Regions from separate parts of the Mus musculus genome. Here regions 1, 2 and 3 are each linked to region 4. The links are chromatin contacts, called in public HiChIP or PLAC-seq and promoter capture Hi-C maps. All regions are on one chromosome and are shown on one strand. The core of a region is the stretch at or near the end of the contact, and the rest is flanking DNA. Distances in the headings are between cores, read along the strand shown. Region 1 has its middle 26 kb from the start of Gm39592. Region 2 overlaps Ncoa2 (nuclear receptor coactivator 2). Region 3 holds the start of Prdm14 (PR domain containing 14). Region 4 holds the start of Tram1 (translocating chain-associating membrane protein 1).

The links. HiChIP or PLAC-seq counts read pairs in DNA pulled down with a chosen protein or histone mark. Capture Hi-C pulls out chosen DNA fragments and counts their contacts.
Region 1: an H3K27ac HiChIP or PLAC-seq map of embryonic stem cells shows a contact between it and region 4, with 2.3 times the contacts expected there. The contact joins the enhancer-like site here to the promoter of Tram1 in region 4. A contact is called at or near these places in 5 of 39 promoter capture datasets (cranial neural crest, embryonic stem cells, liver and 1 more), 5 of 115 datasets of contacts at active chromatin or transcription factors (embryonic basal ganglia, embryonic limb bud, embryonic stem cells and 1 more) and 1 of 9 other capture datasets (adipose tissue).
Region 2: an H3K4me3 HiChIP or PLAC-seq map of forebrain shows a contact between it and region 4, with 4 times the contacts expected there. The contact joins the enhancer-like site here to the promoter of Tram1 in region 4. A contact is called at or near these places in 8 of 39 promoter capture datasets (the 3T3-L1 cell line, the HPC-7 cell line, cranial neural crest and 4 more), 2 of 484 Hi-C or Micro-C datasets (bone marrow-derived macrophages and nephron progenitors), 12 of 115 datasets of contacts at active chromatin or transcription factors (cardiomyocytes, embryonic basal ganglia, embryonic forebrain and 9 more) and 2 of 9 other capture datasets (adipose tissue and liver).
Region 3: a promoter capture Hi-C map of pancreatic islet shows a contact between it and region 4. The contact joins the promoter of Prdm14 here to the promoter of Tram1 in region 4. A contact is called at or near these places in 5 of 39 promoter capture datasets (cranial neural crest, embryonic stem cells, hippocampal neurons and 1 more), 13 of 115 datasets of contacts at active chromatin or transcription factors (acute myeloid leukemia, bone marrow-derived macrophages, craniofacial prominence and 9 more) and 2 of 9 other capture datasets (embryonic stem cells and pancreatic islet).

The regions. Positions count from the first base shown.
Region 1 is chr1:13,077,072-13,079,879 of GRCm38.p6, reverse strand. No RefSeq gene overlaps it. Among named protein-coding and RNA genes, the nearest start is that of Gm39592, 26 kb to the left of the region's middle. Within about 2 kb of position 1,454, at least 20 of the 459 cell types and tissues checked have an H3K27ac peak or open chromatin away from gene starts, as enhancers often do. A contact at or near this core is called in embryonic stem cells, where this site is marked.
Region 2 is chr1:13,187,670-13,190,580 of GRCm38.p6, reverse strand. It overlaps Ncoa2 (nuclear receptor coactivator 2), which reads left to right. Exons shown (of 23, transcript NM_008678.3): 5 at 391-494. Among named protein-coding and RNA genes, the nearest start is that of Prdm14, 62 kb to the right of the region's middle. Within about 2 kb of position 1,645, at least 89 of the 459 cell types and tissues checked have an H3K27ac peak or open chromatin away from gene starts, as enhancers often do. A contact at or near this core is called in embryonic basal ganglia, forebrain and neural progenitor cells, where this site is marked.
Region 3 is chr1:13,125,592-13,128,653 of GRCm38.p6, reverse strand. It overlaps Prdm14 (PR domain containing 14), which reads left to right and starts at 1,491. Exons shown (of 8, transcript NM_001081209.2): 1 at 1,491-1,544; 2 at 2,798-3,062. The coding sequence starts at 2,819.
Region 4 is chr1:13,588,621-13,591,674 of GRCm38.p6, reverse strand. It overlaps Tram1 (translocating chain-associating membrane protein 1), which reads left to right and starts at 1,765. Exons shown (of 11, transcript NM_028173.5): 1 at 1,765-2,075. The coding sequence starts at 1,953.

The DNA of each region.
Region 1 (2,808 bases), core at 205-2,704, 510 kb after region 4:
GGTAAGGTGCCTTAGGCACTCAGGAGGAAGAGAAAGGTGGACCTCTGGGAGTTCAAACCCACAAAGCAAGTTCCAGGCCAGCCTGTTCCAAATACAAGCAAACAAACAATTCCCACCCCCATCCGCTTCTACACACACACACTGTGGCTGTCTTCAGACACACCAGAAGAGGGCATCAGATCCTATTACAGATGGCTGTGAGCCACCATGTGGTTGCTGGGAACTGAGCTCAGGACCTCTGGAAGAGCAGTCAGTGCTCTTAACTGTTGACCATCTCTATACCTTCCTGAATCTTGAGTTTTTATCGTGGCCGAAGATTTGCCTTTTTTTTTTTTAACCATCTAAGGAGTTCTGGAAACAAAACTCTAAACTATTGGGGCCACCCTTGGAGTTTAATTCAGCCTGAGATAAGCCCTCACATTTACATTCTTAGCCTTATTCTAGGTTGCTACCCTAAGTATCCTACAGAGCCACGGCTGGTCTAGTCTTGTGCTGTCTTGGGAAAGTTAGTTGACCCTCGGGCAAAAAGAAACAGAAACGACAGAAGAACTGCTACATTTGTGTTGATTCAACCAAACTCCACAATTAAAACCAGCAACAGGTTTCTGTAATTCTAGCGCTGGGAGCTTGAGGCAGGTGTGTTTGAGTTTTAATGACAACTTCGACCACATAGTGAGACCCTGTCTTAGCCTCTGGACACAGCTCAGGGCATTGCTTTCCTTGTTTAATGTTTTTGGTTTTTTGTTTGTTTGTTTGTTTTGGTTTGGTTTGGTTTGGTTTTTCCAGACAGGGTTTCTCTGTATAGCCCTGGCTGTCCTGGAACTCACTTTGTAGACCAGGTTGGCCTCGAACTCAGAAATCCACCTGCCTCTGCCTCCCAAGTGCTGGGATTAAAGGCGTGTGCCACCACGCCCGGCTTTGTTTAATGTTTTTAACCTTTATTTTTATTGTTTGTGTATGAATGTTTTAACCTGTGCATATGTGCCTGAGAAAGCCAGAACAGGGTGCTAGACCTCCTGGGATAAGAGTTACAGATAGTGTTGGGTGTGTGTGTGTGTGTGTGTGTGTGCAATCAAAATTGAACCCAGGTCTCTGAAAGAGCAGCCAGTGCTCTTTACCACTGAGCCATCTTTCCAGCCCCAAATCTGCTTTTCTTAAGCAATGGGATTAGCAATGAATAAAATGTTTCATGCTATGGATTAAGCCCATTTTCTTACCTCACTCATGAGTGCTGCCATTGCTCTACATTCCTCAGCCACAACAAGACAATTTTTCTGTTAAAAAAAAAGTTACTCTAGTTTTACCCAAATGTTCTTTGTAACAATTTGAATGAGGTCTTGCCCATCCCAGGATAGTAACCTGTGAGCTTGCTGGACTCCTCTCAGATTGGGAAACTCTCCTGTGACTGGAAGCAGAGTGCCTCTGCCTGAGACTGATCCATTACGCATGCGTGGGCAAGGCTCCCGTGAGCAGCCCCCTGGGGAGGGACTAAGAGGGATCCTATACAGTGATGCCTGGCTCCTCTGCAGACATCACGAGTTAATAAACTCATTACCTTCTAGTTGCTTAGTTTCCTTCTGGCCAGGGACAAGATATTAATTTAGTCTGGCATGATCCTTGTACGTGCAATGCTTGCACAATTAAAGTAGCTTGTGAAGAACAGTGGCAGTAATGGGTGAAGTAGTTTATCATTTGTGAAATCATGTAGTGTCAGTTGATAATGACGATACTTTCTTAGACCTCTGATTTTGAAATATAAATATCACCAAGAGAACTTACATGAGCTATGTGTGATAGCACACAGCTGTAACCCCAGCACTTGGGAGTTTGAGGCTGGCCTGGTCTCTGTAGTGAACCAGAGCTACACAGAGAGATTTTTGTCTCAAAAGCACAAGAAAATAAAATACAGACAGCAGTCATATAAACTCACATTTAGAGATAAACAGATCTAGGAGCAACATTATACATGAAGGACCAGCAGGTATCTACATGGAAACAGGAGTATCTTTGTTTTGTTTTGTTTTATTTTATTTTTGTTTTTGTTTTTACGAGACAGAGTTTCTCTGTGTAGCCCTGGCTGTCCTGGAACTCACTTTGTAGCCCATGCTGGCCTTGAACTCAGAAATCCACCTGCCTCTGCCTCCTGAGTGCTGGAATTAAAGGCGTGCGCCACCATGCCTGGTGGAAACAGGAGTATTAATGAAACTGTTAATTGTGTGAAATGAAGGCTGTAAACTTTTCAAAAAGAAATTAATTGAGCAAAAAAGAAAGACGAATACTCATTTAGCACCATATCTTAGGAAGAAAAATCAAATTCATAACAGAGAAAAATAAATATTGGAGATTTAACCTGTTGGAGATTGGAGGCACAACCCTAGCTCAGGGTTTGAGCCTAGTTCTCAGGATGAGGAAACCCCTACCTCAATCCCTGCTCCCACACTGCTGTCCGCACTGCTGTCCTCTGTCCTCCCGCACTGCTGTCCTGTTACCATAGGAATGTGCTGCCTAGCCGGGTGTGGTGGTGCTTGCCTTTAATTCCAGCACTCAGGAGGCAGAGGCAGGAGAATTTCTGAGTTCAAGGCCAGCCTGGTCTACAGAGTGAGTTCCAGGACAGCCAGGGCTATACAGAGAAACCCTGTCTCGAGAAAAAAAAAAAAAAAAAAAAAAAAAAAAAAAGAAAGAAAAGAAAAAGAAAAAGAACTGAGCAAAGAGCCAGGATTGTAGCTCTCAGCCTGTAGACCTTGCCCTAGGTGGGCTGAGGCAAGGTGGACCCTTGAAAACACAAGACCAGCTCACTCTACAGAGTGA
Region 2 (2,911 bases), core at 396-2,895, 400 kb after region 4:
TGGGGCTGCTCACCCCATCTGCGTTGAGTCATTGAGTGCTGTGAGCAGGCCAGGTCAAGGCTCTGAACTCGGAGCAAGAGGACCTCACCCCACCCCCTTATAATTGTGCCATAGGATGCTCAGCTTCATAATCTATATTTTGAAAATGTCTGCCAGGAACAGCATGAACCCTCTAAACTCATTTTCTCCAGAGCCTGAAAGGAAATCTGATACATGTATTCTGGAGGTGAGAGGTGCCATCTGGGTCCTCCTCCTAGCCAGTCCCGCCCTCCAGGGCAGTTGGCTGCACTCTAATTCATTCATAGGCACACCTGACCCCAGCAGAGATTTTGGTGTTGATGTGCCCTTGGTGTGCACCACTATTTAATTTGCTCTTGTGTTTTGTTGCAGAGAAAGCAGCAGCTGCCAACATAGATGAAGTGCAGAAGTCAGATGTGTCGTCCACGGGGCAGGGTGTCATCGACAAGGATGCACTGGGGCCCATGATGCTTGAGGTAACCACAGCCTTACCTGGTTTTGATGCTTGGAGTACCACGCTCCCGTGGCTTTGTATCACACATGTTTCAGTATTCATGTGCTGCATTTATGTATGTTCAGGTACATATGATTTAAGGAGAATCCACATTGCTGTGCTTACTGATGCAAGTGGGAATGTCTATCTGTGAGCTCTTGCCCCAGCAACATTCTCTGTATGTGGAACAGCATAGACTTCAATTAGATGAAAATACGAAGTGCAGGTGTGAATTGTCAGTTGAGCACTTATTTTCTGAAGCTGAACTTGGACGTCCTATTGAAGGGTGGGACTCTTGCCTCAGGCTCAGGGTTCCTGTGTGCCACATGCCTCGGCCTGTGTAGACGGTTTAAAATGTGAGAGCCAACAAAACGAGGGTTATGCTTTTTAGGGCTGGTAATTCCAACTAGTATGTTTTTCTCATAGAAGTCAAGGTTAAAATAGGAAGAAGGAACTTTTTAAAAGCATAACCGAGTGACTGGCCTTAGGGCCTTAGGGCAGCTACTGTCTCAGGCTTATAAAATCCTCCTTGTTTTTTTAATGAGTACTAAACACCCAGTGCTTTACTGTCCCTCTTTCAAAGTTAAAATTCAAGATGTGGGCTATGGTAAAATGAGAGAAGAAATAGCAGTGAATAGACAGAGCTGCCTGAGACATAAATTATCTCAAGTCTCGTGGCGCTCTGCTCTGCTGAAGACATTCTAAGCGTAAAGGACCACGTGGTCAGAACCGCGGCGTTGTGCCTGCTCTGTGCCTGCTGCAGCAGGCTTGTGGATTCAGGACTAGGATTTTTTAAACAAAGCTAGTTGGCACTCTCTTGACCTTACTGTCCCCTTTCTCATCTAGAAACGCTAAATCTGCAGGTATGTCCTGTGTAGTTGGGAGCTCGCCTTTGCATTAACAACTAACAGCTCATCCCTAGGGGGCAGAGGGGCACTTCCCACACACTGTAGGAGCGGGAAAGAAAGCTGTGGCCAGGTGACCACTTAGAATTACATAAAAGAGCCGAGGAGGACAGCTTTCTTTAGAAAACCTTGTGAATTGTAAGCAGAGATTTAATTGGAATTTTTCCATATAACTGTTTATTCATTATGCCTCGGGGAGTGGGAAATAGCACTGAAACCCCAAGGAGGACTTTGAGGCCTTTAAAAAGAAACGCTTAGAGCAAGGCAGGCTGTGGCTTAGCCCTTGCAACAAGTTCATTAATTGTAGAAACTGGATTGCAGGATGGCAGTGGCCCTTATTTCATAAAATCAAACCAAAATTTTTGCTGTTTGAAAATAATCTTCTGAGAATGAGTGGAGTGCATTGAGGAAGCGCCTGTGCAAGCTGAGTACTAAGTCAGCGTGCCAGAGAGGAAGCTCCGGGATCTAGTGGCTTACGGCTTAACTGGAGACCTTTCAACAGGGAGAGCATGTGTGTGCTCGGAGAGCTGTTCCTAGGCATAGATGCACACTCATGCTTGCATCATAGCATAGCGGTTGCTAGGCAACAGAAGCAAATGTCAGCTCTTGCCATCAGAGCATATCATAGTGAGCTTTAAAAAACACAGTTTTATAAAACGAGCCACTTTCATTTTTCAATTTTATTAGGCCACAAATGAGCCTTCTCACCATACTCTAAGAAGCCACATGCCCTTTCAAAGCCAACACTAGTAATGTAGTATTGAAAGCCTAAGAACTCTGCTGAACGAACACCCAGCGGTGGCAGTAGTGAGAAGTAACAAGAGATCTGTAAGTGCCATGTGCTGTTGCTGTGCCTCTCCAGTGTACACAGCTTAGTGCAGCCTGTGTTGTTGGCCACTTAGGTTTCTAGAGTCTTGCTTTACCCTGAATGTGCATCATGCTATAGAGAAAACCTGACAGACTAGTTAAGGAAAGTCTAAAGCCAGTGGGTTTTTTTGTTTGCTTTGGTTTGGGTTTCATTGTTGTTCGCTTTTTTGCTGTTATTATTACAAGACAGGTCCTTGACCTTTAGTCCAGACTGGCCTTGTTCTTCTACTGTAGCCCAGGTATTAAGATAGCTGATGCCATCACACCCAGTTTACTTTTTCTTTAAACAACTTCTTATTTATACCCCAGAATCAGTTTTAGATTGATGGAAATCTAGTCTGACAAAACAGAAGCCTTTTATATAAACAGCCTTGGGTGGACCAAGCATTCCGGCCATCCCTCACCACCGTGTGGGGACTGGGCATGCTTTAAATGCAGTAGATATGTATCTGAAGAGCCTAAGTGGCATCAGCTGACTGGGAATTTAGCTTTGAAGGTGTCCAGGTCTTCTTAGACTGTGAAGGGAAACTCTGCTCTGTTCTGAACAAGCATCAGATGTAGGAGAGACACGGAGCTGCCATTGCCAGGGCAGACCAGAAGGAGTCTTACCAGGAGAAGTATCTGAGCT
Region 3 (3,062 bases), core at 242-2,741, 460 kb after region 4:
GAAATGATTATGGATGCTAACCCTGTAGATCAGCACAACCGCACTTGATGCTACGTCTTCGGTGCTCAGGCCCAGGGAGGGCAGAATGTATTGCTCTCCGAAGCCCGCGCATATTCGCTCGCGCATATTCCTGCTCTTCTCATGCGCCTCCTCACCGGGGACACAGGCAGAATCAGTTCATGGGGCTCTAAAGGGACCAAGGGGACAGGAGACCTCCATTCTCTGCTAGTTTTGGAACTCCGGGCGGCTTCCCATTTAACCTCGTTTTATGATTAGTAATCAAATCACTATCAGTCCGGAGGAGAGACTGAGTCTCTCTCCTCACTCATCACAGCGGTCCCCCCCCCTCGTGACAGGCCCAAAGAGGAACTGGAATGGTGTGGAACCTGACCAAGGTCACCAGCTTCGGCGCGGTTTTCTCCACCCTAGGTGCTTAGACCTGCGGATGTGAACGGGATTAAACGCCCCTTTCTCTCTATTCATCGCTTGCAAGGAGAATAAAAATGCAGTCGTTGAGCACAGTTACAGTCTGGACCTAGGTTCTCAGAGCCTCGGGTCAAGGTCGCAAGCCAGGGTCAGCGGAGAAGGTGTCCTGTGAGGAGATTAGTTCTCCCCTACCAAGAAATAAAAGCTGCAGAAAGGGCAAAAGGACCCCCGGGGCCTCAGAAGCGTCTAACGCCTAACTTCTCAGCCTACCTGGTTCTCTGACAAATTTGACCAAGACTAAGAACAAGCTTGGCCTCCTAGACGCCAGTCTGTATGTGTGTGTGTGTGTGTGTGTGTGTGTGTGTGTGTGTGTGTGTGTGTGTGTGTGTGTATCTGTGTGTGTCTGTGTGTGTGTGTCTGTGTGTGTATCTGTGTGTGTCTGTGTGTCTGTGTGTGTGTGTCCTTGTGTGTGTTGGAGACCTTGCTTAGGCAACAATTGTTCCGTGTGAGAGTGGGGGCTGTGTGTAGGTGTCATTATTCATCGCTCTCAGCTTCCTACACCCATCCTTTTAGGGTGTAGTGTGTGTGAGGGCACAGAAGAATTTATTGGGTCCCCAGGGTAACACTTGTTTAGTTCTCACGCCGACACTTCTGGGTTTGTGTGCGTGTGTGGTGTGTGCATGTGTGCACGTGTGCGTTTACACACAGAAGGTGAACACTGGTTAGCATTTGCTACGCTCTGGCCTTGGGCAACATTTGCCACACTATGATTTCCTGACGTTGCTAGACTGAATCAACAACAACAACAACAACACCTGCCTGTGCAAGATGGGCAATCGCACTTCACAGGATTCCAGGGAACGGTCAAGAGAACTGTTAGGTTAAGTGGGTGATCTCTGGGGACCTGGGGAGGAATCCAAGCGCTCGCCAATGAGTGTGGTGGGCGGGGAGAAGACTATCAGGGGACCTCCACAGGCCTGATCTCTTCTACTGCCTCCCTCTCCAAGTACCCTGAGGCCGGATCTGCACCCTCCCTCTTAAAGCCTGCACAGCCTTCGGGGGTTTCAGAAGTCTAGGGTCCCGAGACCCAGCGGGTGCCGCCCTAGCCTTGGCCTGAGGTAGGTAGGTCTTTGGCCCGCTGGAGGGACCTACCCCGAAGGCTACAGGCTTCCAGCACGGCTGGGAACAGTGCTCTGTAATCGCTTTCAAAATTCGTTTTGCAGTTGTTTGGTTGTTTTTGTTTTTTCTTTGTTTTACTTAGTTAGTTGTTTTTGGCTTTGTTTTTGTTTTAAACTTCGTAATTGGATTTTGGCTTTCCACCTCCGGAGTCGCTTGTCTTGGGAGTTAGAGCCTGCGCTGTTCGGGGCTCAGGGGGAGATAGACGGAGAGGCCTGTGTGGTGGCTGACCTCGCCCCCTGACCCTATGTTCTTTAACATCTGAGTCACGACCCGGGTTGTTTTCCTTATTGGACACATTGATCCCTGATCTTAAAATCCTCGGACCCTACGGGTCTTCACTCCTTAGCCCTGCTGTGTGGCTACTGAGAAAGAAGCATTTCGGGGGCCAGGGCCGCCGCGGCCAGGTCGGCGACAACCGAGACATCTCTCTGCTGCCTGGCTTGGGACTTGTCATCCCGGAGTCTCCAGAGGCGACCTAGGTTGAGATGGCTAGGGTTGCCAAGAGATTGGAGATGTGGCGGGAAGGGGCGCTGGGCGTGGGTCTCTAGAGGGAGGACGAATACCGCTCCGCTCCCCTCGGTGCTGTTGGGACCGCCGGGGTCGCTGACGTTTCGCTAAACTCCTTGGGGTGCCGAGTCGACTCAGAACCCCTTCTGCACTGTCCCACCGAGAGCGCACACTTCTCCTATCTCGGCTGCATACTCAAGAGCGCCTGAAGCCACTGCCTGCTCCGAAACCGGTGCAGGGTCGTGCCCTAGTAGCTTGGCTAAAAAAATTATATTAAAAAAAAAAAAAAAAAGACGCTCGTAGAGACCTAGGCGGGTGGTTCGTTTTGTTGGGCTGATAATTAAGAGAGACGGAATTGAAACCCGTTTTGTAGGAGCCGGGTTGAGGGCTTGGGAGCGGGGGTCACCGGCATTCCTTAGTCAAGGTGGTTTAGGGAGCAAAAGAGAAGGCGACCTGAGCCAGCACCTTTCAGTCGGGTGACACCAAGGCAGATTTTCGTTAGAGGTTTGAGACGTTTGGCTTTTTAGTTCGGTTTGGTGTGGGAGTTTGTGCCTTTTGTGTTACTTTTTTCGAGCTAGGATTGGCGGGATCGAATTGGGAACTTTGTTCATTGACTTTGATGGGGTGGAGGGAAGTAGTTAAGATCACCTAGGACCCCTCACTCAGCCAGCTCGGTTTCCCACAGATCCGCAAAACTCAGCTTGCGATGGCCTTACCGCCCTCTGGTGAGACCCAGTCCCAGGACAAGGCGAACTACCTGCCCCAGAGCAACCCTCACCACCTGACTACCTACTACGCGCATGCCCCAGGCTACAGTCACTTTAGGAACCTCGCCACCACCGAGGAGGAGTTTCAACCTTGGAAACTGGCAGCTGCAGTGCTTGAGTCCCAGGCGATGGCCCCTCTTGATGCTTTTCGGATGACTGCTCCCTTGTTGAACCCGGGTCTGG
Region 4 (3,054 bases), core at 516-3,015:
GCCATAGCTTCTTAGTCTTCCGCAATGCAAATCAGAGTCAGGAGTGGGGGAGACTGAAGGACAAGACCAAGCCTGTTTTGGGCAAGCAGGACCAGATCATGAAAGGATAGTTTTCCATGAAAGAAAAGGAGAAAACAGGAAAGAACAGTGCTTTCACAAAGAACATTCTAGATGGGGAGCAAGTGGGAACTGACCTGGAACTAAGTAAAACACAATGTTAACCAGAAAGGAAAATAATAGCTAAGTCTAGTGCCCCGCTCTCTTGAGCCTTGAAGAAGCCCCTTGGATAATTGAGGTGGACGCCATCACCCTCCCAACAAATGAAACCTACTGGCTTTGCTTCCTCGTCAGCTGTCCTAAGCTTCTCCTCCTGGTGCTTCAGCTCCACTTAACACATTGCACTTTTAAAATATTTTAAAAAGATTCTCTCTCCAGCATGAGAATGTAAGCCCATAATGATCAGTTAATTTGACATTTCCCTTATGTTCTGAATCCCCAGTGAAGTTTCTACTAGGTCAACTCTCTATCCTTACTTGTTGAGCCAATGGATACATAAGTAAGGGAATTGAGCCTCATAGAAGTAACTTGTCTGTAGAAACACAGGCAATAAGTTGAGCATAATAATAAATTGACGCAATAACCACTTTTTTTTTTTTGATTTTTCAAAACAGGGTTTCTTTGTGTAGTCCTGGTTATCCTGGAACTCACTCTATAAACCAGGCGGGCCTCGAACTCAGAAATCCGCCTGCCTATGCCTCCCAAGTACTGGGATTAAAGGCCCGTGTGACCACTGCCGGCAGTAACCACCTTTTTAAACTACCATGATTACACTGGAAATGTAATATTCCAGGCCAGGCCCCCTCCTGGCTATACTATAGCGGTGGGAATAGGGAAAGAGACTGAATTGCCTGGATTTGGTGCTATATTAGATGTCAAAAGGCTAATAAAAAGATGCAACCTAGGATTTTAGCTTCTGGACTGGGCAAGTAGTGCACTTTTTCAGAAAAAAATAAATACCCCGGGTTAAACAGAAGTAGGAGAGTGGAGGATTTGGCAAGGGATCCCTTTTCACGATTTCTTGGGATTCCTAAGTAGTGTTAATACCATGTAACAAGTAAATCTAAACTTCCAGTGGGGACCGGGGAGTTGGACAGGACAGAAAAGAGCTTAACTCTGAGGTAAGCAAGCGTTTAACACTTAGGGGATTTTTGGTTTGGTTTGGTTTTGGTTTTTGATTTTTGACTTAGAAACAAGATGCTTCTATGTAGCCCTGGATGGTATTAAACTCAGAGCACTTCTCCTGCCTCAGCGTCCCAAACAATGGGACTACAGGAGTCAACCACTAGCTCATCCACAGCAACGTTGGAAGGCTCAAACTCGCGAAAAGCCCTTGAACAAGCAGGCTACTTCGTTTTTCCAAATTTTCTAGACGGTGGCTATCGCTTACACAAGTGGCCAACAAGTGTGGAACGTGGTAGCACCAAGGCCAGGGTGGGTCGGGAGGGCGCGAAGGCACCCAGCAGCCGTGCATGCTGCAGCAGCACGCGAAGGTATGAACCATTCCCAGGAAGCTCGCGCCCCAAACGACTCCCAACTCCCAGCGCGAAACCTCCGCGCGCCACTCGCGTTCCGCGACCTCCAGCCCACAGGGGGCGCTGTGGGCCACCAGGTGCGGCCACGGCGCGAGCGCGCGGTTTCTTCCTGGTGCGCATGCTCGCCACCGCTGCAGGCTGGCCTTTTTTTTTTTTTTTTTTTTTTTTTTTTTTTTTTTTTTTTTCTCGGGCCGCCCCGGCGGCTGCGTACTGGCTGTGGGATGGGAAGTGAAGCCCCAGCGAGCGGCTGCGGCGGGGCTGTGCGGAGCAGCCAGCGGGAGGCGGCGGCGCGGCGGTGAGCAGCCGAGAGCTCGGAGCGGGGCGGAGGAAGCACCTGCAGGCACAGGCGGCGGCTCCACCATGGCGATTCGCAAGAAGAGCAACAAGAACCCGCCGCTGCTGAGCCACGAATTCTTGCTGCAGAATCACGCGGACATCGTCTCCTGCCTGGCGATGCTTTTCCTGCTGGGGCTTATGTTCGAGGTGAGCCCTCCTTCCCGGACCCCGGACCCCTGGCCAGGCCCGCCGACCCTAGCGTACCCGGCCGGAGCTGCGCAGCCCCCCGCGGCCCTGCAGCCCTGGCCCGGTCCGGCCCGCCGCCCCCTCCCGCGCCGCGCAGTTCCTGCTTCCCGCGAAGGGTTACGTGGCAGCCGGCGAGGGGCCGGCGGGGGTGGCGGGCGCGGCCGTGCTGGCCCTGCGCGATGGGCGGACCCGGGGCCGGGGCAGCGGGGCCGGATGACTAACAGGGACCCCTGCTCGACCCCGACCCACGGCCTCGGCCGCTGCCTGCGCGGAGGGCGAGGACCGGGTGTTCGAACCCGGTGGCCCCCTGCCCGCCGACGGCCGCTCGTCCAACTTTCCGCCTGGGCTCTGGACTCTGGGTTCCCGGAGCATCGGGTCTGATCCCGATGCGAGGCTCGCAACAGCTGTGTTGAGGAGTTGAGCGATTTCCTTTCTTGAAGCAGAGGCGATGAGACTGTCAGGAGTGTGTAAATTCTCTTCCCACAGATCTGAGTATTTTGATGACTTATTTAACAGCTGTTGAATGTGGGTAATAAAGTTTGCAAGGTGAACCTGTAACATCCTACGGGTTTTTTTTTTTTTTCCACCTTCCTCAGTACTTCCGCCCACTCCCCTCCCCCTTCCATTTTTTTTTTTTTTATCTGTAAGCCACTGAGTCTCATTAAATATATTGATATATTGATGATTACCATTTTGTCTCCTCTCTCCCTGGCATGTAACCTAGTGAGGATAAATATTTTGTCATCCATTTTTACTAGTCTTTTTCCGCTGTGAAGAATCGAGCTTTAAAGGTTTGAGTTGAAAGCAAGGAACTAATGAAATGAGACAGCCAGTGATGAAAAGTGATTACGATTTTGTTTTTTGTTTTCCATGGAGCCAATTTGGTGTCATTAGATAATTTTCTATGTTATATGATGTTTTTTCTCTTCCAAAAGTCTTT